Regions from separate parts of the Mus musculus genome. Here regions 1, 2 and 3 are each linked to region 4. A link is a contact called in public HiChIP or PLAC-seq and promoter capture Hi-C data. All regions are on one chromosome and are shown on one strand. Each heading gives the region's core, a stretch centred on a gene start, on an enhancer-like site or on the middle of the called end of the contact. The rest is flanking DNA. Distances are from core to core; before and after follow the strand shown. Region 1 has its middle 140 kb from the start of Pcsk1. Region 2 holds the start of Cep72 (centrosomal protein 72). Region 3 holds the start of Nkd2 (naked cuticle 2). Region 4 holds the start of Erap1 (endoplasmic reticulum aminopeptidase 1).

The links. Promoter capture Hi-C pulls out the DNA fragments that hold promoters and counts their contacts. HiChIP or PLAC-seq counts read pairs in DNA pulled down with a chosen protein or histone mark.
Region 1: an H3K27ac HiChIP or PLAC-seq map of large pre-B cells shows a contact between it and region 4, with 3 times the contacts expected there. The contact joins the enhancer-like site here to the promoter of Erap1 in region 4. A contact is called at or near these places in 1 of 39 promoter capture datasets (hippocampal neurons), 1 of 15 datasets of contacts at CTCF or cohesin (large pre-B cells) and 4 of 115 datasets of contacts at active chromatin or transcription factors (bone marrow-derived macrophages, large pre-B cells and stem cell-derived neural progenitor cells).
Region 2: a contact with region 4 is called in a promoter capture Hi-C map of pre-B cells, with 5 times the contacts expected there. The contact joins the promoter of Cep72 here to the promoter of Erap1 in region 4. A contact is called at or near these places in 3 of 39 promoter capture datasets (liver and pre-B cells) and 1 of 9 other capture datasets (adipose tissue).
Region 3: a contact with region 4 is called in a promoter capture Hi-C map of liver, with 3 times the contacts expected there. The contact joins the promoter of Nkd2 here to the promoter of Erap1 in region 4. A contact is called at or near these places in 2 of 39 promoter capture datasets (liver and pre-B cells).

The regions. Positions count from the first base shown.
Region 1 is chr13:75,224,775-75,230,730 of GRCm38.p6, reverse strand. No RefSeq gene overlaps it. Among named protein-coding and RNA genes, the nearest start is that of Pcsk1, 140 kb to the right of the region's middle. Within about 2 kb of position 2,625, at least 28 of the 459 cell types and tissues checked have an H3K27ac peak or open chromatin away from gene starts, as enhancers often do.
Region 2 is chr13:74,059,458-74,065,121 of GRCm38.p6, reverse strand. Cep72 (centrosomal protein 72) reads left to right here and starts at 2,837. Exons shown (of 12, transcript NM_028959.3): 1 at 2,837-2,938; 2 at 5,553-5,664. The coding sequence starts at 2,860.
Region 3 is chr13:73,845,345-73,851,479 of GRCm38.p6, reverse strand. It overlaps Nkd2 (naked cuticle 2), which reads left to right and starts at 3,849. Exons shown (of 10, transcript NM_028186.5): 1 at 3,849-4,077; 2 at 4,175-4,210; 3 at 4,464-4,567. The coding sequence starts at 4,053. Gm30303 (a long non-coding RNA gene) reads right to left here and starts at 3,872. Exons shown (of 3, transcript XR_382654.4): 1 at 3,672-3,872; 2 at 2,229-2,335.
Region 4 is chr13:74,636,819-74,642,777 of GRCm38.p6, reverse strand. It overlaps Erap1 (endoplasmic reticulum aminopeptidase 1), which reads right to left and starts at 2,925. Exons shown (of 19, transcript NM_030711.5): 1 at 2,885-2,925.

The DNA.
Region 1 (5,956 bases), core at 1,376-3,875, 590 kb before region 4:
AGTGCCTGACCTTCTGGTAGGGCTGAGTCCCCCCCCCCCCTTTTTTTTGACATGGGATGGAAGCCCATGGCCTTATTGGTTCTTTGATTCTGCTGTTTTCATCTTGGGTAGCACATAACTGAGACTAGCATCTGACCAGTTCTGACCTGGCAGCTTCCTGTTGTGAGGTAGGACCAGGGAACAGATCCAAAGCTGAGGTGCCTTCCTCCTACAACCTGAGGCCAGCTGTGGGTCAGCAGCTGGACTCCCGGAGCTTTTTGTGGTAAGGACTGAAATCAGGGCAGTCTTTGTATAAAGCACAAGTGGAGTGTGTGTGTGTGTGTGTGTGTGTGTGTGTGTGTGTGTGTGTGTAATTCTGATCACTCAGGCAGTCTGCTGCTAGAGGAAGTGTCTGTTTTAACTAAGGTTAGTCTTAGGCTGTGCTCTGAGCTGTGTGGCTTTAGGTAAAGGACAGCCTCTCTGAGCCTTGTTTATTCTTGTCTAGAAAATATGTTTTGGAGTAGGTCCAGCTGATCCTCAACTATGAGGAATAGATAGATTCTGTCCAACAGTAACTTTGCTTTCTTGAGTCTAAAGACTGAGTTTTTAAATATAATTTCCTGACTTTTAACTTCTCAAATCTGTAACCTATTCAACACAATCTTTACTGTTGTCAAACTTACTTTGTCAAGAAATTTGTGCTATACTGGGGGTGAAGTCATGTCCACATGGAAGTACAAGAAATGTCATAATGGATCTATTTTTTTAATTCAGATTATACATCTCTCATGCAATGTCCGGTGTCAGTTATTTTTGAAAGCCTCAGGTTCCAGGGGCTGATGAGCAGTTTTGAAGGGCAGCTAGCCTGGAACCTGCAGACTCTCTTCTTAGCCTGCTCAGCTGTTCAGGATGGGCAAGGACAGAGGCTCTTTTCTCAAGCCCACTTAATTCTGCTGACCCCAACTTGGAAGGTGGACTCCTTTTTATGACTAAGGAGCTAATGTCTGTGTGACAGCTCATGGCATCCATCTTTAGAGAACTGCCTTAGAAGAGCCTGATGCTCAGCTACTGGGTTAGGATAGGGTAAGGAAAGGTTAGGGTGAAGGTAAGGGTGAGGGTCAGGTTGAGGGTGACGGTCAGCCTCATGGTCGCTGTCACTGTTTTCTCTTTCTCCATAAAAACTCCATAAAAATAAAAGTGCATCCTGTCACTCATTTCCTTTAACTTCAATACCAGTGCTGTATTATCAGGTCATTTAGAAACATACACCATTGTAGGTACGAGAAGAACTGTTTGTAGAATCCTGACTAAATAGTGTTCTATACAAAATTCTGGAAAAGAACTACCATGCTGCTGCCCCATAATCACACACGTCCACCTAGGAGCACCAGTCTCTTTTACTTTTAGATGTAGTTTCAGAAACTCTTGTTTAAAAAAAAGGTCTGATCCTTCTGTATGAGGAAGCTAGGATAATTACCCTGCTACAGAGGCAATTGAGCACCAGTTCCTTTGATTTCTTTTCTCCTTCACATCTTTCATCGTCTGCCTTTAGTTTTAGAAGATTTCATGTCTCCATTATTTTGTGCTAAGCTAACCTCAGCTTTTCCTGCCAAGACCAGGCTCTACAGTTCAACCTCCCTCTTGAAACATCAGCATCCCTCTGCTAGGGATTACTTTTAGTGGATTCACTTGAATTCAGTAACAAGAAATCTACTTCTGACCTACTCCCCTTATTCTCTGGACCCTATGTCTTCTTTTTTATTTTTCATATAAGCTTCATAAAGGACTAACCTATATGGAGCAAGACTATATTCACTGTTGGCAGCCTCTGCAATCTGCTTCTCTTGTTAGGTACCTGCACACTAGCTGTTGTGGACTTTGTGTTGCAGCTCATTTCTGGGGCATTTGCCTCTGTTGGTTGAGTTTCACTGCTCCACAGAGAATTCTGCTCTTGGTTTGTCTTGTTTGTTTCTGTCTTTTTTCACTGTGGCCTCCTCTGCTTCCCACCACTTGTGCTGGGTGGTCCAGCTGTCTGTTTCTTTCCTCCCAGTACTGGCAATCTTCTTGGATGAGCTTATCCACACTCAACATTTTAATTACTAACTTTGTGCCAATGACACTGTCTTTAGTACCTTACCGTCCCTCCCCTGATCTTCAGGCTCAACAATTCCATCACCTCCTAGGTACTTTTTCTCTGGATATTCTCCAGATGTTTGGCTCCATTTCTCAAAACGCACCTTCCTCCATTTTCTTCAATTTCTATTTGTCACTTTTTTTTCCCCTGTTATAAAATGTTAGAATTTCTCCCTCCTCCACTTCAGAAAACTGATTATTAAATCCTAGGACATGTCCATCTTTTCTGTCTCTCAGACTGATTCCATTCTTATTCTCCATACACTGTTAGAGCTGAGCATTCTCTGGCCTTGACCACCTCAACAACTGCCTCGCTGGACAGGGTTTCTGTAATTGCTCTGCTCTGTGCCCCTGCTCAAGAGCTTCTGGACCAAAACCACCTGTCTAAATCCACTCAGAATCCTACAGGGGAAACCCACTCCTTGTCTAGCATGCTCTAGCCCACTCTGAAAACACCAGCACCACTCAGCATGCCTCACTGACTGCAGTAATAATGCTCGCGGTAGTTTTCTACCACCACTCTGTTCTTTTCTTTCCTTGCTTCCTCTTTTCTCCAGTACACATGCTTTGCTATGAAGACTTAAGTTGGTCTTATGAATTTCAAGTAACTATTATAGTCTTCATGCTTGGGTCTGTAAAAAAGACAGGCTTCAGTTGAATAGTCACTTTAGTTGTTTTAATCCTCAATGCAGTCAGAAGGAGGACTGGGAATACAGTATTCCTGTGCCCCCCTGTGATTAAAAACTTGCCAAGGTGTGTAGATTTTCATACCAATGCGGCTCCAAACCCAGAAGCACTCGCCTGTTCTGAAGCACACACTGCCCTCCAGTGGAACTCCTTGGAAGGACACACCTGATCTGCCATGACGAGTGTTTCCAGTTATTTTTCCCCATCAAGCATGCTTTGAACAATGTCAAATTTTAATTCAAAATGATTTTATTTGACTAAAGAATATTTTTCAAGTCAAATCTAGTAGTGAAGGCTTTTAATTCCAGCTATCTGGGATGTAAAGGTGTGAGGACCTCAAGTTCAAGGCCAGCCTGAGAAAAACAGTGAGACCCTGTCAATGACTAAGTAAACATAAGAATCAGGCCATAGCTCAGCGATATGCCCCAATTCTTGCCTGGCATTTGGAAAGCTGGAAAATTTAAACCTGATGCTTAACAAACCCTACAACTAAAACTAGGCTGAAGCAAAAATAAAACTTACTTTGGAGCGTTTAAGAATTTGTTCTGTGAAGAGAGCAAACACAGTCACCCTGACAAGCTACTTCATCCAGTGCAACCCTTACTTAACACCAGTATATCCTTTTTTTGGTTTTCAACCACGGAAAGGATGATGGTAAAGGCAACTATAATCTCTATATATCTATATATAATACTGGTTAATATTATGTAAAGCTGTATTTTATGTAATTTATGGTTTTGCTACAGAGTGACTTTAGAGAATTCTCTAATATGATAGAGCAAGAGTAAATTATTAGAAAACTATTAAATAATATTAAATTATATTCATAGACACACTGGTAGAAGATGCCACAAAGCCACACAGCAACTGGGCATCAAGGTGTCTGAATTTCTGTAGATGCTAGCTGGCTGCTCTGAAATGCATGTAGCCACATCTGCACTTGGGGCTCATAATGTGTGCTTGTGCAGAGTGTCACATTAACATCTTGCTTGGCATATGCCCTTTTAGATGAAAGACACTGCTAAGATTAAAGCTGACCTGCTGTATTGGGCAAAGGGCAGCCTGGATGCAGGGACACTCTTCTTCTGTCCACTGTCTGTGACTTTAGAAGTCCTCAGGGCAGGATCAGAGAATGGAGAACTAAGAACATACTTCAGATGTCTTAGAAACCAATAAAACTGTTGCTTGACCTCTTCTTTCTTAAGTTGCCAAAGCCATGGGGAAAGCTCTTTTCCTTCCTCCCTCTGTCCCTCTCTTATTCTCTCTTCTTCCAGCATTACCACCACCACCACCACTTCTTCCTATACCTCCTCCTTCTCCTTCTCCTTCTCCTTCTCCATCTTGTTATTCTTTTGTCTTAGCTTCATCTACTCAGAATCACTTGTTAGAAGAACTTGAGGTAACTTTTTTTAAAAGGGAAAAGGATGGACAGATTTTACTTAGAGTGTCTTGTTCATCCCTATTTTTTCAAGCCTGAAATTTACAAAATAGAAGTTGTTCAACTGCTGCTGCTTACATAAATCTCAGGAAAAGCCAAGTATCAGACAGAAAGGTTAAAAGAGAAAAAAGAAAAAGAAATGAAAATAAAATCTACTTTTGGTCTGCTTTCGTGTTTTAAACACATATTTCAGGCCTCAGGTTCCAACACGCCAGGTCACGACTGTACTCCGTTTTGCATGGTTCCTTGTTTTATAACCTAACATTATGTTTCATCCCTTCCTGTTTTGCTTGTGCTCTGCTTCATTTATTATCCCTTCTTTCTTCATTTGAAATCCTTGTTTACTATGTTAGAGTTCCGTGGGGCGTGGAACTTACAGTATCAGTAACTCCCAAAGCCCAGAGAATATATAAACATAATAAAATGCCTGGACTTTGACTCTGGAAGAGAAACATGTGATCAACTACAACTTCCCTAAAGATAACTGCTCTGAAGTTTAGTTCACAGAAATTTAATGTTCCATAATATAAATGGCTCACCTGTTGCTTTTGATGAGTTCTAGCCCACTCTTCCTGGATGTGGACTCCTGGGAAGAGGGTCTTTGAGATAGCAGATGGCTCAGCCCAGAGGTGAGGTCATTGAAAGAACATGGTAACACTTTGTACTTGGAAGACTGCCTGACTATTTGTGCCTCAGAGCCTTGGATTCTGGTCCTTGCTTAGACCTTTGCACCTTGGCAAGCCCAATTTATCTTTCAGTCTTGAACTGAGTGCCACTGTCGTGGTAGCAATTCTGAGTGTCCGTCTATGGATTGGCCTATGGGTACAGTAACTATGCACAACAGCACCATAACTTGCTCTAGCTTGGAAATAAAAATGTTTATGAGGGAAAAGATGGCAACAAACATCTCTCTTAATACTGAATAAAGTAAGGAGAGGCCAGGTGCCTGGCTTCAGTGGTTCTTAGCAATGATCTTAACTACTGTCAGGTACCGATACCATCCATGCGCTTTAGCTATGCAACTTGATTTGAGCACTATATGAGAGAAGAGTGGAATCACAACTTTGATACCATACTGCCAAGAAAACGTGTATATAACCACAAGAAAATTATTTGAATATCTTCATGCATCTATAAGAGAAAATGTAAATGTAAAAACCAGTATCAATAATAAAATCTCTACTTGGCTTTTATGGAGGGTCCCAGGTAGCTTTTAGGGAATATTTTAAGTTGGGAGAGCCTTTTAAAAATTCAAGGCATTGCCATATTCCAATTTTTGGTCATGGCATTATATATTATATATGCAAAATGAAAAGGGATTAAGCAAAAATCACGCAGTGAGCTGAGGAAAATCCAAAGCATAAAAATCCCACATTGGACACAAAACAGCATGTAGGCATGTAATACAGATTTGTAGTTGCAGGCAGATGCATACCAGTCCTTATCTTTGAGGACAAGCAAAAGTGTGTCCTGCCTAGTTCAGAGACTCTGTACCTGACTTGCAGGAACAGCCAATAGGTGACCCCATGGACCCAGCACTGCAGAGAATGCAGGGAACACAAGTCAGCTGTGCAGGGCCATTTCCCCAGTATCACTTCAGATGAAGATGAAGAACTCTCAGCTCTGCCTTCATCATGCCTACCAGGATAGGAGGATAGGCTATACTCACACAGAATCTGAGAACTCATCTTCAATGACCTCTGTCTTAGGGCTTCCATT
Region 2 (5,664 bases), core at 1,588-4,087, 580 kb after region 4:
GACTTCAGCCTGGTCTTAGCTGACCTAATAACCTCTGACCCGGGTTAGTGGAACCTGGGTCACTGACTTTGAATTCTCACCTTTCCAGAAACAGGATAGAATTCAAACCAGAGGTGCTTTCTAAATGCACTGAGAGGTAAGCTACAGCTAAGCCTGGATAGAGCAGACTCCCTCCCTAGCCATCAATCAGCTGTGAGAACCAGTGACCTCACAGTTTCTCCACACAGTATATCAGAGATCGCCTCCTGCTCATGTTCCTCACTAAACTGTTTTCCCCCCGTGCTACTCTGGGCAAAGTATAAGAGCAGAATGTGGTCCCCCTCACTGGATTTAGCTTATGGGGAAAGGAAGATACAATGATACAGACCTCCAGGCTCACACCAATTATGTAAAGCAGCCATGGGAAGGGCATTGCTTGACATATCTGTATGTTTTACTGTATATGTGGGGGGTAGAAGTGGGAAATATATTGATAACTGCCAGGTATTAATGTTGATCTTAACTGGTAAAGATATGGCTAGGGAGAAGAGTAAAAAACAGTTACAACAGGGAGGTTAGCGGGCCCTAGATCAGAGCCTCCTCAAGAAGGGGAGCAATGGAGAGCCTCCTTTACCCCTCCCTCTACCCTTATTCCTGCTTCACTCCTTGAGATGGCAATGGTTTTTGCCTTCAAGGGTGACAGCCATTCTGCATTCAGCCACAGCTTTATATTTCTCTCATACAGCCCCTGCTTCAGTCTCCTCCTGATGGCTCTGACTGCTTGCTCGCGATCCTTTGTCTACACTACTGGGTTCTAACATTAGTCTGGGGATATGCAGTCAGAGCCAGCGCCTCTAGCAACTATGTGCCTTGCACCAGTGGGAGGTCCACCTATGAGCATGGAAGCATTCTTTTCAACATTGCCAACAGGCTGGTGTGGCTCCTGATTGACTTTAGGAGGAAGTACTGTGGTATGCACATAAGCCCAGCTTTTGTAACAGGAAGGAGAGATCTAACTAGCTAAGGAAACATACTAGAGTATTGCCCCTACAAGAGAATGAGGAGCGCTAACAATGTCATGTCACCCATAGCTCTAAGAGGCCCACTGAGGATGCAGGGCCCTCCTCCTATCTAAAACTCTCAGTCTTGATGGCACCTCCTCCTTTTACTCCCTATGGCCAAAGACAGTCATGGAGAAAGGCAGAAACCCTCAGGGGCCAGCTTGAACCTATATTTTCTTCAGGCACATATGGGTGGGTCAGCCTCAGGCTGCCCTGCCTCCCTCCTGGTCTTTTTGAAGATGACTATATATTTTGTGCCCACATGTTTAGAGATTCAGGCTGGAGAGTGAAAGCCTCCATGGAAGATCCTAGAAAACCACAAGGGGTATCAGGTAGAAAGAGCCAGAGAGGCCTCCTCTGCTCCCACCAATGTCCAGCTGGCCTAGGTTGTGGGTCTTAAGCAGCACATGTTTTGGCATGTCCTACAGAGAGAGCATACAAAAAGAAGCACAAGCCTTATACATGGCAACAGTGGCTCTTCTTACCCCATCTCAGACAGCTGATGAATGCCAAGGTTGGGAGCAGCATGGGGGGGGGGTGTGTATGTGAGATCAACAGAATGTTCTGGGTAGGACTGCCTGCCAACTCTCCAGGTAGTAGGGAAGACCAGGCTGTGGGACTCCAGCTAAGGAAGGTTCCTGCTAACCTCCAGGTCTAGTTGGGAAAGCTTTATGAACTATGAGGCAGAAGGGATTGTTCCTGATGTGACCCAGCCTGGCTCATCATCTCTATCTCCGAGTCACAACACTGTTCCTTGCTCTGTGTCTTCACCAGCACCAAATCAAGTTCAAGTGCTGCTGGCTCACTCCTAAACACCTCAAATGGAACTTAAGGACATAAAACAGCTTAAATGCATGTAGGTTTGGCCACAGTCTAATGTTACCACGGCAGATGGTATTTAATAAACCACCGGAAAGAGTACTTGGTAGTAATTAATCATTAGCATAACCTTTTACTGAGGCTTGTAAGAAATCATAGGCTTGTAGGAATCTTTGCAGGGTGCAAAGCTAATCCTTGTCCCTCTTTCTTCAGTGAAGATGTAAAACGTTAGTAAACAGAAACGTTACTTCCCAAGTTTCTACTGGCACTTTCATTGCAGTAGAAAAGCTGGTCTTGGGTCTGTCCCTGACAGACCATCCGTCTCCCCAAGGTCCCACTTGGACTCTGATCTTGGTCAGAGAAAATAGAATAAGAGAGGGTGATTGAAATCTGTGTTGTGTCCTGAGGCGCCACATGTCTTAGATGGCAAGCATACAAGCCTTAATTTGCTTCTGAAAAGCTTAGTTATCTCTCCAATGCCTGGAAGTTATTAGTAGACCCCAGGTTTGATGAAAGGACTTTCAATGTGTCTTAGTTAGGAGAAATTTTTTTTTTTTTTTTTTTTTTTTTTTGCACACAGCCTGTCTCTCCAGCCACATGATGAGAACTTTTGGAAGTGCGTGGGGGTTGGCGGGGGGGGGGGGGGGGAGCATCTCAGGGGCTGGGACAGGAAGAAACCTTAGGAGAGAAGGCTCCTGGAGGGAGTAGGAAATGAATGGAAGTGGGAGTAGGTGCGAATGCCCCGGGCACTAACAGCTGTTTCCACAAACCGCACTGAACGCAATGGGGTTGTCCTGGGGAGGAGCCAGAGCAGGGTGAGGTTGCACTCAGAGCTCAGCGGATTAGGATGGCTTGGGTGAACCTGTCCCAAAGAAAGTTTTAAACACAGCCGAAGCTCCGCCCACCCTCCTGGGCCCGCCCCTTGCAGGCTTGGTCCCGCCCGCCCGTTCCAGATCACGTCACAGCGCAGGCGCCGCGCGCCAGCGTCCGGTTTGAAAACATGGCGCCAGGCCAGCGGTTGGTTTTGTGTGAAGAGACTGTACGAGAGCGCAGCGGCCTGGGTCCCCACCGCGACCTGGGTGCGTGGGGGACAGACTGGGTTGGCCTGCCGGGCCTGATAGCTCTGCCTCCGTGCGAATGGCACTTGACCACAAACGGTCTCGGCCCGTGGGGCAAGGAGGCGGGGCCGGCTGGGCGGGTTTGTGGGGAAGGGCGTGGCTAAGGTCCTGGAGAGCCGGTGGACGCGGCCTGGGTTTTCTGTGGGACCGCGGTCAGGCTGAGCCCCCCGCTTCTTTTTTGCAGCAGCTTTCATCTGTCTTCCTGGGTTCCTACATGGCATTTCGCTTATGAAGATGCAGGTCTCTTTTTATATGGTTTGGACATCAAGGCCCCATTACGTTTTGAGCAAGAGATCGTGCGGAATTTGTGTTGTGATTTTTTTTTTTTCCTTTTTAACTTTTTTCCCCTGGACTTTGACAGGGAAACCACGCAGGCCTAGAATTTTCCATTGTTGAAGATTTTCGATTACCATTTTTTAAATTCGATTACGATTTTTAAACTTATAGTGGTTTCACCTAGAGTGCATTTTCGTTATCTAAATCGTTTTTTCTTGATTGTCAACCATATCTACATAGAACTGACTACAGCATTCTCTTACTATTTTATTAATGCTTGTGGGGCCTGTAGGGATATTCCCCATTTTCATAAATGGTACTTAATCTGGCTCTATCTTTCAGTCATGTTGGAGATATACGGTTTTTGGTCATGCCAAAGACACCACTTTTGGGTTGGTTGATTTGTCTTCACTGTTTTTAAATTTTACCTTTTTCTCTGTGCTTGCTTTGCATTTATTTTCCTCTTTAGATTCTAGAAGTGAAACGTGTGGATTAAAGCTTGTTTTATAATTTAAATCTCTTAATCTGTACATTTCTCTTTACGTATCACATAGCTGCACACACTAACACATTTGTTAGTGTTTATATTTCTACTGTGTGTTAAGGTACTGGAGATAGAACATAGGGCTTTGCATATGCTAAGCAAATGCCCTGTCATGGGACTTCACCCCAAACGTTTTTTTAATTTTTCAAGTGTGTTATTAAGCCAAGATGACCTTGATCTCCATTTTTAACGGAACCTGGCCTTGGAATTTTAGTCCGACACTCAAGTGGCTAGGATTGCAGGCAGTTGCCACCATGACTGGTTCTAATTTTCATTGATTTTAATATGCTTTTCAAATATCCCTTTAGGTATCTTCTTAGACCTCCAAATTATTTAGTGATTGCTCACATTTTTATTCTTTAGGGATGTCTTTTTAACGAATTATGTGTCGGGAGGTTTTCTTGTTTTTTTGTGTGTAATTCTATTATTGTCAGAGAACATACTGTGTATGATTTTGGTTCGCTTAAGTCTGCAGAGATTGTTTAATGCCCAAGAATCTGGTTTCTCTTGGAGAGTGTTCCAAGTACATGTAAAAACTGTGTCAGGTTGATTTTATTGGCTGATAGTATTCAGGTCAACCAGGAGGATTCTCTGTATAAAGACTTTGTTATTTAGTAAGAGGGTATATTAGTTGGTTTTCTCATTTCCTATGTGGGGGAAAAAAAACCGACAAGAAGCAACTTAAGGGGCTGGCAAGATGGCTCAGTGGTTAAGAGTGCCGACTGCTCTTCCGAAGGTCCCGAGTTCAAATCCCAGCAACCACATGGTGACTCACAACCATCCGTAACGAAATCTGATGTCCTCTTCTGGAGTGTCTGAAGACAGCTACAGTGTACTTACATATAATAAATAAAATAAATCTTTTTTAAAAAAAAAAAGAAAAAGAAGCAACTTAAGAGTGAGAAGGTTTATTTTGACTCACAGCTGGAGGAGATAAAAGTCAAGGTGAGGAAGGCATAGTGGCTAGGGTGTAGGGTAGCTGTTCACATTGCGTTTGCAGTTAGGAAGCAAATAGCAATGAATACTAGTGCTCAGCCTGCTCGCCTCCATTATTTGCTCTTGCTTGCTTGCTTGCTTGCTTGCTTGCTTGCAAGTCAGGGTCTTTCTATGTAGCTCTGGCTGACCAGGAACTTGTAAGAAGTAGTGGTCCATAGCTGTAATCCTGGACTCAGGAACTTGAAGCAAGACGATCTAGCATTCAGGGCCATTCTTGGCTGTCTGGATTTGTCTCAAAAGCAAACAAACAAACAAAATCAAGAACATTTTAAAAAGACAGTATTCAGGGCTCTTGAGATAGGCACAGGCCCTGATGCAGTAGGATTTTTGCAGTATGAGAAGATTCTGTTCCCAGTATGACATGGGCAAGTAGATGTTCTAGCCAGCAAGTAGTGTGTAGGGAGGCAGGGGGTCCATGGCTGGAACATTACTAAGAGGAAATGAGGAAGCAGAATGTTGCTGTGGCCCTGGGGATAATGAATGATAAGTGATACAGTGAGGGACCAAGGTGAGCAGGCACCGTGGGCAGAGAATTCTTGGTGAAATGACTTATCAGGGTTCTCTGCTAACCTCTGAGTTATAAGAAGTGCACCAATGGGCCTAGGATAGCATCTATAAGCCTGACTTTGGTCAAGCAGAGTGTCTGTCAGTATCTGTTGGGTTTCTAAAAATGTCTAAAATATTCCCCCTGAATTGAATTTCTATTACACTGTTTTAAATTTTAAAAAAGATTAAAATCTTACAATTTTCTATTCTTAGCTGAACTTCGATCTTTATCTATTCCTGGAACATACCAAGAGAAGATTACTCACCTGGGAAACTCTCTGATGCACTTGACAGCTCTAAAATCCTTAGACCTCTCACGTAACTC
Region 3 (6,135 bases), core at 2,600-5,099, 790 kb after region 4:
GCCTTAGAAGGATCTGTAAAATACCAGAGTGTGTTGTTGGAAAGGAAACAGATGCCTGTGGAGAGCTGGTGGCTAATATTTCACAAATAATCAGAAGCAACAATTCAGCCACAAAATAATGAGTGCATGTTGTGTGAAGGAAATAGTTCCTCAAACTCTGTCTCTGTCTGCATGTGTGATACCTTAATGGAAGAGATTGAAGGGATAGATTGGTTTGTTCTATCCAACTTTGTTACCTAATGTTCTGTGTTTGTCCCAAAGCGGGCCCTATTTCTTAAACAAGACCCCAGTCTCACAAGGAGGCTTGCCTGCATGCATCCTGGCCCACAATTCAAGTGGTCTCCCTGTGTGTTGACTGGCCTCAAACAGACTAGGATGTGCAGAGCTCAGTTCTGGGCCCTAGGGCCACCTTCTTCCCAGGGTCCTCTGCTCTGCGTCCTCTGCCTACTACTGGGCAAATCACAACACATTACAGACCTCCTTTCACTTCTGAAGAGGGAAAAGTGATGATTAATAGCAACCATAACCAAGACAACCACAGAAACAGGACAAGCTGCTTCTCTGCATAGTGGTCACCATGTAAGAACAGCTTATAACAGGTGCCATATGGTGGCATGCTATCCCAGGGAAGATCACACACACACACACACACACACACACACACACACACACACAGAGAGAGAGAGAGAGAGAGAGAGAGAGAGAGAGAGAGAGAGAGAGAGAAAGAGAGAGAGAGAGAGAGCTTCTTTCTGAAGAATACATGAAAGCAAGGGTCCTTCTTCCCCTGCCTGAAACAGACCCAACAAAAGATCACCACCACAAGCAGAAGTGGAAAAGTGGAGGACCCTTCATGGAGAGCCCCCATAACTATGCCTCTTTTAGACTGGGGTCCAGCCTCAAAGAGCAGAGAACATATTGCTACTGGAGCTGTTGAGTTTTTGCTGTTGGAAGTGAGTGGCACAGCATGGGACACCAACATGGGCAGGTGTGAGTAGCTGATGCTTGGATGCAGAGATGGACGCCAGGCAGCGTCTCTTCATCTTAGAGATAAGGGCACTGCCCTACCCACCTCTGACAGATAATGACAAAGTGCTTTGAACAGCTTCAAGCCCACAGCTTAATGAGACAGGTGTGGCTGTAGCACAGCCTTGCTCTTTGAAAGTTCTGAGAGTTGATTTTTATCAACTGGTGAACTCTTCCCAGAGCCTCAGGCCTGAGTAAGGCAGGATACTAGGTGTGGGATGCTGGACCCAAGATGTTAGACCAAGAACACAGGATGTTGGATACTGGGCAGAGGTAAGTCCTCATATGGCCAGCCCAATTGTGTTCAATCATCTCACCCTGAACAGCTGGGGGGTGGGGGGAGGACATTTGACTGCTCCAGCCAGAGAGCCCCAAGCTCGGGCTATTCCAAAAGATGAGAGTGGGAAATGGGAGGCAGGAACAGGCATAGAAGAAGCTTGAGTACAGGAGAAAGAGCTGAACCAGAGCCGGGCCCAGAGAGGACATGTCAGGCTAGCTGCATGTAAAGCAGGTGTCTGCTCCACTGGACTTGAGATGAAGTCATCGTCTAAATGGATTCTGCCTTGACACTGGGATGTGGCTTTCACACCTATAGCAATTTCCTCTTGGTTGGAAATGACCATGGCTATCTTGAAGCCGAGAAGCTGCAGACACCTTCTCTGGACCTTCATGATTTTATATTAATTTTACATCATGGAGGGAGAGAAACCTTCAGGGAGCCCCACCCACCCACCCAAGCTCTTCCTCTTTCTGATATTATGTAAGAAGCAAAGCCAGGGTTGGACTTCTTGGTGGTACAGCTGCCTATGCACTCTGTATGTTCCTGTGAATAACCCTAATACAGTAATTGATCAACAAGCTGCACTTGGATAGATCTGTGTCTTTGGTCTATCTGTGCTCTTTGTCTGGGGCAAAAAGATGTCTCTTTATTTCTCCCCAGGAAGCCACGCAAGTCACACATAGTCTTTGTGTTCTTTGTTGATGTCAAAATCCTTGGTTCGAAGCTCAGAGAGACCACAGAAGCATAGAACTGCAGGGGGTGTAGAATTCAAGGGACAGAGATAAGCCTGGACACAGGATCAGTGAATGGAAACTCACTCTCACCCTAGGTCACCTCCTGGGCCTCAAGTCCCAGCCTGAGGCTACTTTTGCCCAGTTTGACAGTTACACTGGGCCTTGTCTTCTCAGGCCAATAATGTACCTACCTTACTAAGCAGTGGCTCTGGGAGTGGGGAGGGTGGGAAGAATGGACATTTCTGGAAATTTCCATCCAAGTCTGTCTTCATCAACTAGGAAGTCGCACTCTCTACACCTAAACAGGATGAAGCAGAGGACATATAGAGCAAGCCAGCCTCACCTGGTTTGCCCAAAGCTGAGCCTAGACTGTGGTAGGCAGTGGAACACAGTGAAGCCTGTCCTTGTGGGAACCTTCCTCATTTATGGCCTCAGTGATAATGATAGCTATATTTACAAACACTCCCCCAAACATAGTTGTGGATCCTAATCATTGAATCCTCTCCTGGTATCCCATTCCTTCTTTCTCAGTTGCTGGTTGTGGGTGAAACCCTGACACAAAGGAGGGATGAGGCTAGGTGAATGGCCTGGTGGGTAAGGAGTCCTCATAATTACATGAGTCCATTCTACCTGTGTCATGCCCATGGCTGTGAGATGGTCCTGTTCAAGGTAAGCCATTCTGCACTTTTTTGGGGGGGGCAGTCATGAATCCTTAATATCAACAATTCCAAAGGACTTCAGAAGTTCAAGGTCATCTTAGCTATACATGGAGTTCAAGGCCAGCCTGGAATACAGACCATGAAGAGGCGGGGGGGGGGGGCTGTGGTTCTTTGCAGAAAGTATGTGCTAAAATTAAGTCACTCTAGGAGTTGAATGTTCTAGAGCAGACTATGTGAACACATCTCTGAACAGAGACAGGCTACTAGGTAGTGGTGACTCTTGAGTGGGAGAGTTGTAGGGTATATGAACCATATCTCAAGAAGGCTGGGAAAGAAAACTACACATTCATTCTTGATCTGTGTGTTACAGAGCTCTATGGGCAAAGTGGAGAACCAAACAGAGAGGTATCCCCAGAATAAGCTGGAGCCCAAGAAAGAAGGGGGAGTGAGATTTCTCTGAAACAAGGGTGGGTGATCTCTTCTAAGGGAGAAGCTGTAGGATGAGATACTGAGAGGGTTTTCAGAGGTTGGCCAGCCAAAGAGGAGCCAGATGGACTAACCACAGCCCAGCAAGGACCCTGCCCCAACCAAAGGCAAAGGGAAGGATGCAGGGCCTGTCCACACTGATGGGCAGCGTTGGTCTTTCATCAATGAGGGAAAGGGAGGAAGGTCTGCTCCAGCGGGCCAGGACTCACTTTAGTCCTACCTGCTCTCCCTCTCTTCCAGGTACCTTCCCATGGCCTTCTACCTCCGCACCCCACTCACCCCCAGCCCCTTCACGACAAGCATGTGCCTAACTCCTCTCACAGCCAAAGGTATCAAGAAGGTTGTCTAAGACGTAGGTAACTCTCTTCCAGGGTTCTCTCTTTCAAAGGAGGATTCCTAATACCGACTCTTGAATTTGGGAATCTCAAGAAAAAGATTGGTGAGGGGTGGAGGGTGTCCCCACAAAAGAAACCGCAGAGAGCCAGAAACCTGGAGTCCACGCAGGTAAGCTCTGTCTGCCCTCAGGGATGCCCTGTGCGAGTCGTTGCTCAGAGCAGGTTCCAAACCGCCTGTCTAGTAAAGTCTTAGGGTAAAGGAGACGCTAAGGTCCACTGCGCTACGGTCCGCGGCCGCGGGGGGCGCTGCGAGAACCCCTGTTAAAGCCCCGTCGCGGGCGCGCGCGCTCAGAGGGAGGCCGGCCGCTGCCCGCGCCGGTGTCTCCGGTTGCCGGGCCAAGCCTCGCCAGACTGCCCGGCCCCGGATCCAGGCTCCACGAGTTGCTCTCAGCTCGGGATTCACGCACCCCGGGCTCGAACCTCGGACGCACACCTGAGAGCTCGGCCGGAGGGTGGGTCCAGGCCCAGCGGAGACATGGGGAAATTTCAGTCCAAGCACGGTGAGGAGCGGGCCGGGGGGCGGGAGAGAGGGGGGCGGGTGGGCGCCGCCACTCACTGTCCCTTCCGTCTTCCCTGTGTCCTCCGACCGTGCCGCAGCCGCAGCAGCCTGCAAGAGGAGAGAGAGTCCCGAAGGTGAGCCCGGGTGCGGTCAGGGAGCGAGGCGGCCCCGGGGCCGGATGCGCAGAGCTCCAAGCTTGGGGCGCGCCTTGCCTCGCGCCCTCGATTGGGACACGCCTTGGGTCTCCGGGAGCGCGTGGCCTCGGGGCTCTGGGTACCGGGTGGGCGCTGCAAGGCAGGCTGGGCAGAAGCGCACTCCACGAAGCTCACGGTCTCCTTCCTTCTCCGTGGGTGCCTTGTTTCCCGCGCGTCTGCGGGCGGGCCGCAGGGGACAGCTTCGTGGTGCCTGCGTACGGGAGCGGTCGCAGGGGAGCGGAAGAAACGGACCGGCGCGCGGGCAGCGGTGTGGAACATCGCTCACGGGACAAGCAGGTAGGTTACGGGAAGGTGGGCTGGGTCGCGCAACTAAGGGCCTTGCAGAACCTGAGTCTTGCCTCTTTACAGTCGGGAGACGCAGAAGACTCATATGGCTGGCCAGGATAGCCTAACCCTCTCCAGCATCTGGCATAGTATCCCAGAGGGGGCTGGGTGGTACTGGAACCTCCAAGCGCTAGGCTGGACTGGTGACTCCACCCCTCAGGCAGGAGGAACTGGTGAAGGGATTCTAAGGCAGAGATGGGACTCAACTAGGGGGGCCATGATCTCAGAATTCCAGGCTTGAGTTGGAGGACCTTCTCCATCTGTTGATGGATGTTATAGGGCTGATTGCTTGCACAATGAAGTTGTCCAGAGGTTAAGGCTACCCTTGCCTCCCATCTTTTGGAGAGCTTAATACAGGCCTGCAGGGAGCATCCCTGGACAAATGGGCAGTGGAAAAAACGGTGTCCCCAAACCATAAGAGCTACCCTGTGTCTGAGAGAAGATGATCCATGTGCTGTGTTTAAGAGCAGAGAACTGCCCAGGGCCAGGGCCCCAGGGATGAGATGTGATGGAGTGTGGGTGAAACACCCACATATCTGCCAGCAAGAAGAAGTAGACATTGGGCTATTGGTGTTGGGGAGAGCAGAGTTTGAAAGGACAAGAACAATACACTTGGTCACCTAGAACTGGCTCCCCACTACTGGCTCCCACTACAGATAGACTCCCTCACTGGCTGGGAGCTCTGTGAAGTCGGCAAGTGGGCTGGCATCAGTGTTCTTTCTGAAAGGACCTTCTGGTGGGTGAATAGAAACTTCTGGGTGTTCATGAATACTTGGTGTGGCCCTGACCTGAGACCTGGAGCTACGGAGGCTTAAAATAATATGTACTAGAGTTTGGATGTGTGCTTTCTGAGCGGATCTACTGTAGCTGTAAAAGCGGGTATGCTGAGGTATTGTGGGTCCAGTGTGGAGATTCAAACAGTTACATGATGTCCATCTCTAGTAGAGGAGGCCAGACCAGACATCCAGTGCTGCCCACCCAGGTCCATTTTGCTACCACTTACATTTGCTGAGGAATTTTTGGTGGCCAGTTGATGCTTCTACACAGCTTGGCTCTCAGATGCACGTTATTGGAGCTGGTCTCTGGGAACCTGTTCATGCCATGGGAGAGCATTTAGACTGGCCCTTCCCCTTAGCTGTCAAGCCTAGGGTTTTTCTCCCTAGCAACAAGTCTGAGCTCAGTCCTTGGACTCCTCACTTGAGAGCACTGGTATTCAGAATAGGACACAATTTAGCTGACAAGGAAGTGGTTGTCACTGGAGTGTGAAAGCCAGAGCATCTTTCTGGAGAGTATAGGTACTCCCTGTGTAGAGTGGAATTGTTAAAGTGAAGCTGTGATCTTAGGACCATGAGTACTACTCTTTGGGTCATTTTTTGTGTTGTTGTGTGGGCTCTGGCTTGCATTGCTTCTTTTAGCGTTGTCCTTGGCTTTTCCAAGGTGGCTAAGAGCAGAGTCTTAGTAGAACTGACTTGGCTTAGGTAGCTATAAGCAACAAACCTGGGTTTTCCTTATCTGGCTGT
Region 4 (5,959 bases), core at 1,676-4,175:
TTGATCTGGTGATCCACGGGCACTCACTGGATGTTGGAACTGAGTCACAGAGATGAAGGTTCTTCATCACCGGACTGAAAACCATCACCAAAGTAGTCTTCCAAGGCCCCTCTTCCCCCTAGACTGCCGAGTCAGGTAACCAGGTTCTCTATCCCCACCCCTCACCCCCAACCCCAAGTCTGGGAACCAAGGCTCTATCCACGCACCCCATCTACAACCCATGCCTAATATACATTTTGGGTTTGGCAATTCTCAAACTGAACATGGCAAGTTTTTCTCCATCTACACCTCTTTCCGGGATTCCCTTCCCTCAATACTTTTCTCCTATCTTTCAAGGTTCAATTCAAATAAGGCATCCCTAAGAATCCTTCCTGGAATATTCCAGACACAAGAAAACACTTCTTTGACCTTTCCCAGTACTTTCTGTGTCCCCCTCATGGCATTTTCCTAGCCCTGCTTCATAATGCTCTCATTAGTGCATTTATTCCTATACTTTTGCACTGGAGACTGCTGGAAAGCAATAATGCAATGGTCTTTAGATTCCCACACAGCACCTACATGAGAGGGGCTTGATAAAACCCAGTGCAGTGAGAGGTATTTCACTGTTAAAATTCTTTGGCTAATCCTAACCAATCTTAGGTCATGTTCTAGTATGTTTAGCTCTGGTATTACAATAAAGAATTGAAAGCAAAAAGCAGGAAGCCTAGGGATAAGTTTGCAAGGGAGTGGGACTACTCTGTATTTAGGATGAGCTAGAAGTTGGGGTAGGAGAGAGAACAGTTATTAAGAAAGACTACAAGAATGTCTAGAATGAATATCAAATAGGGATCAGTGTCTTTTATTGAACTAGAAAAGCCTAGAAGTACAATTGTTAAATATTAGAACTTGACAATAGCTCTGCTATATTACCTCAACCTTCATTTTGTAGCTCTTAACCTTAACTTGACCTATTATTGTTCCTTGCCCTGGTAAAACCAATTTGTTATTGTGCTGTGTCAGGAACCTCATGGACTTTAGAGATCCCCTAGGCTAGATAGCCTAAACGTTGCAAAGGTTGTAAATGCGCCTGTTTGTTTTTTCCCATATAAAAACTGCTTCTGGGGACTGTCTGAAGTCACAGTTCTGGATCCTGACTCCTCACTGAATCCTTTAGTAAAATCAGTCTTGGAGTGTTCGTTCAATAAACCAACCATACCTGAATGGAACTGGTGTCTCAGTGGTACCTGGAACACAATAACTTGAAAAGGAAGAAAGAATTGTGGGTTCATTTATTAACATGTAAAACTTTGATGTCTGAAAGAAGACTCCCAAATAAAATTTCTAGGAGGACTCTTAGCACAGATATAATAATGTCATACCACTCCAGGCTTTGTTTTAAGTTTAAGAACGTTGTAAAATACTTTCCTTTTTCATGTGATGAAACTGAAGTTATCCTCTGTTAAGTTAGGCTCTATCACCTAACTTAGCTCAAGCCAGAGAGTCTGCTGCCATTTTAGAAATCTTATTTAAGCTGTATGTGGAGATTCTGACTCCTCATGGTCCTCAGGGAAGTTAAAGGTAATTGTTTGGATGATTTCCCACTTGTATTAGGACTGAATGTAAAACAATCTCAGCAACACATAAGCTTTCAAACAGCCCCCAGGATAATCCAACTTCTGTTAACATGCACTGAAAATGGCTCGTCACTTCTAACAAAGTATTTCAATGCAGAATTAAAACTATGTAAATATACTAGAATTTTCCTCTTGGGGCCACCTTAAAAAGCTGCTGATTCAAGGTACATTTCCAAATCTGATCAGGAAAGGGGTGGAGGGGGCTGGTGAGATGGCTCAGTGGGTAAGAGCACCAGACTGCTCTTCTGAAGGTCCGGAGTTCAAATCCCAGCAACCACATGGTGGCTCACAACCATCCGTAACAAGATCTGATGCCCTCTTCTGGTGTGTCTGAAGACAGCTACAGTGTACTTACATATAATAAATAAATCTAAAAAAAAAAAAAAAAAAAAAAAAAAAAAAACCTATGGCAGGAAAGGGGTGGAGGTGGGAGCTTTGACAACTGTGGCCAATTTTAAAAAGGTTTTAAATTATTGACCATATATGGAGCTGACAGGAATTCTGGCTTTCTAAAGAAAACACAGTTTGTCTTTCCAAACCCGGGTTACCCAAAGAACCATCAATAAAAGTTTAAACAAAGTGTGTTCTCTTGGTCCTTCCCTTCCTCTTAGGAAATTAACCATTCTAGCAACATAACAGAAAAGGCACTCATTTTGCTCAAACAAGTTCAAATAAAGCTTTCTCTATAATGGCCTCATGTAGCCTTGGGGGGCGGGATCCAGATAGTGATCAGGAGCGGGAGGGGGAGGGAGAGGGGAGCGGGAGAGGGAGGGGGAGAGGGACCGAGTTGGGAGTGGGGCCCGGTTTGCAGGGAGTACAGGCGGAAGAGAGGGAGCCTTCCGGACACTCTGTGCCCTCCCCAGCGCTTCTTCGCTTTCTCTGGGAATACTCTCAAGGTGTTCTCCACAGGCCGCTCCCTAGGTCCGCCCAGTCCTCCCTGGTCGCCATTAGGCTTTAGTGGGATGGACCGCTGGCCAGTCTCCAGCAGCTAGGCGGCTCGTGGTCAGCTCCTGCCAGTGACTCACTCGAGCCAGCGAGTACGCCGGCCCGGCAGCCTCGGCTTTCTCCGGGCCGGGCCGGCCAGCAGCGCCCTGCCGGGGCTTCACGCTCCTCGGCGTGCTCAGACTCCTGCTCCCGATCCTCCGCGCCCGTCCTGCGCACTTGAGCCCGGGCCTCCACCGGGGTCGGTTAGCCAGAGCCCACCCTCAGCTGCCCACAGCCCTGTACCGTGCGGGCCCAGTCCTCCACCGGGCCAGGCCGAGACTCCTCACCTTCATCACAGCCGCCAGTCTGGCCGCCCGGGACCGAAAGTGAAAGTGAAGGTGGACCGGCAGGGCACGTGGGGCTGAGGGTGAAGTGAACCTGCTAAGGCGCTAAAAGAGAGCAAGCCTAAGGGATCTAGCCAGGGCTTCGGGAACTCAAAGTTAGGGACCCTGATAGGGAATGCATTCTCCAGGACTGGCAGAGCACCAGGCAGGGAGGCGCACCCATCAAAACGTGGACTTTTTTCTCCTCCACATCTCGTGGTGTATTTGTTTTGTTTGCTAACTTCACTAACGGAAGAAATGCAGCAATGTGCAAAGGTAGTGCTCAAAATGGCATTGGCCTGCCAACTTGGAAGGACACCTATTGGATGCAGATGTTTTCATCTGAGAGCCCTGCCCCACCCCCAAAAGATTCAACCTGGGAAGTCAAATTCTGAGTGCTCTGGGGATTTTCTGTTCAGTGTAGGTACCTTATATGCTGGGGGGGGGGGGGGGGAGATTAGAGGTGGCCCCCAGAACTTCCCTACCCCTAATAAGGAAAAGACACTACACTACAGAGGATTGCTATTTATTTATTTATTTTTGGTTTTTCAACACAGGATTTCTCTGTGCAGCCCTAGCTGTCTTGAAACAGCCCTAGCTGTAGATCAGTCTGACCTCGTACTTGCCGATCCGCCTGGAGAGCCGGGATCAAAGGCGTGTGCTACCGCTGCCAGGCAAGGTTAGATGGCTTAGTGGTTAAGAACCCGCTGCTCTTTCAGAGTTCATTTGTTCAATTCCCAAGAAACTATAGGGTGGCTCACGACCATCTAGAAAGGAATCTGATGCCCTCTTCTGGCAGGTAGGTGAACATGCAGCACTCCTACATTTAAATAAATAAATTTAAAGCCAGTTTTACACAGAAGTAATCAAACACACATTCTAGTTCCTGTCCAAATATTATCCTGGCTGTTCCCCAGTTTGCTTAGGCCTAGTTCTCAGTGTCCTGCCCTTTGAGAACTTGGCATCCAAGCCTCTGAGCATTATTTCTCAACACTGTTTTCAATGCTTGTTTTTGCAAAAACTATGTACCACCAGGGACATTTTTTTTTCTTACAAAGGAAAACATTTAATTGGGGGCTGGGTTACAGTTTCAGAGGTTTAGTCCATTATCAGCATGGTGAGAAGTATGGAATGGTGCAGGCAGACTTGTGCTGGAGGAACCAAGCGTTATATTTGATCCGAATGTAGCCAGAAGAATACTCAGATTCTACACTGTTCAGAGCTTGAGCATTGGTTAGCTCAAAGCCCAACTCCACAGTGATGGACTTCCTCTAACAAGGCCACACCTCTTCATAGTGCCACTCCCTATGGGCCAAGCATAGAAACACATCAGTCTATGAGGGCTAAACTTATTCAAACTAGCACATTTATGCACAACATAAACTAGGCCTGATTAAGGTGGATAATATAATATCCTTTCTCCCACCCCAAGAGATAAAGCATCATATATAGTCCAGCCTGGACTGAATTCATGGGCTACCTACTTCAGCCTTCAGAGTAGTTGGTACTGTGGTATATACCAACCACTACATCCTGAAATCTTTGTGTCCTTGTGGCCTACCAACAACTAAACTACTAAAATACATAGTGCATCTATGGAACAGTACTAAAAATAAAACCCAGCTCCCTGTAATTTTCAGTCACCTTTTAAGAAACTGAGCCAAGCAATCCTAAAAATCGCATTCTTAGCAGCTACTTGTGGCATATGTCTTTTGGGTAGCATATGCCTCTAATCTCAGCCTGGAGGGGAGGAAAACCACCATGAATTCTAGTCTCAAAACAAAACAAAATACTTGAGCAGCAATAAAGCTCTGAGCTTGAATAACATCAGCTGATGGTATGTGGTAGACAACAGGTCCTTACTAGTCCTTTAATGTGATTTGCTGCACATCCCTGTGATGATGGCTGGTAGGGGAGGGCCTAGAAGATCAGCCAAATTCCAAAAGGGGCTAAATCTTAAAGAAGATGCAAATGGGAACTACAGAAATAGCTCAGAGATTAAGAGTACTGACTGCGTCTCTAAAGGACTCCAGTTCAACTCTTAGCATCCACATGGCAGCTCACAGGGAGACTCAAAAAAAAAACTGTGGCCAGGAGGTGTTGGTGCACACCTTTAATCCCAGCACTTGGGAGGCAGAGGCAGGTAGATCTCTGAGTTTGAGACCAGCCTGGTCTGTAGAGCCAGCGAGTTCTAGGACTGCCAAGGCTACACACAGAGAATCCCTGCCTCAAAAGACCAAAAACAACAACAACAACAACTGATTTGACTGTGCGATGGTGGCTCATGCCTTTAATGCTAGCACACAACAAGCAGAGAAAAGCAAGTCTCCATGAGTCCCAAACCAGCCTGGTCTACATAGAGAGTGTTCCAGGATAGCCTAGGCTACATACTATTCAGCCCCACAATATTTCTAATTATTTACTTCTTTAATGTTTATGCAGCTGAGACTGAACCTGGAATCTTGTGTGTGCTAAGCCCACACTTTACTACTTCCTACATTGCAGCTGTCCATCATTTATATCAGTGCCTGAGACTCCCAATTTGGGGGTCCTCTACAAACATCTGTAGATACGGCAAGTAGTTCCATTTCTAGATATAAAACAAAGACCTAGATTCTTTAGCCACACCTCCTACTTCTTGTTAAAGCCTGACTCTGTCAATCTGACTTTCTATCCTGTTGTTTTAGATTAGAAGCCTATGACAATTGAGAATGTGAATTGACCTACAGTATGGTTCCAGCTAGGTGTACTCCTGGAATTTTCTCTAGCATCTTCAAGTTTCGACTATTTTAAAGCACATGGGTTTTTTTTTGGGGGGGGGGTTGTTTGTTTGTTTGTTTTTTGGGGTTTTTTTATTTTTTGTTTGTTTTTTGTTGTTGTTTTTAAGATTTATTTATTTATTGAACATTTTAAATAGGATATTTTATTTATTTTTATTTCATATGTTATTCCCTTTCCCATTTCTCTGCAAACCCCTTATCACATCTTCCTTTACTCTGCTTCTATGAGGGTGCTCCCCCACCCACCCTCACCACCCTA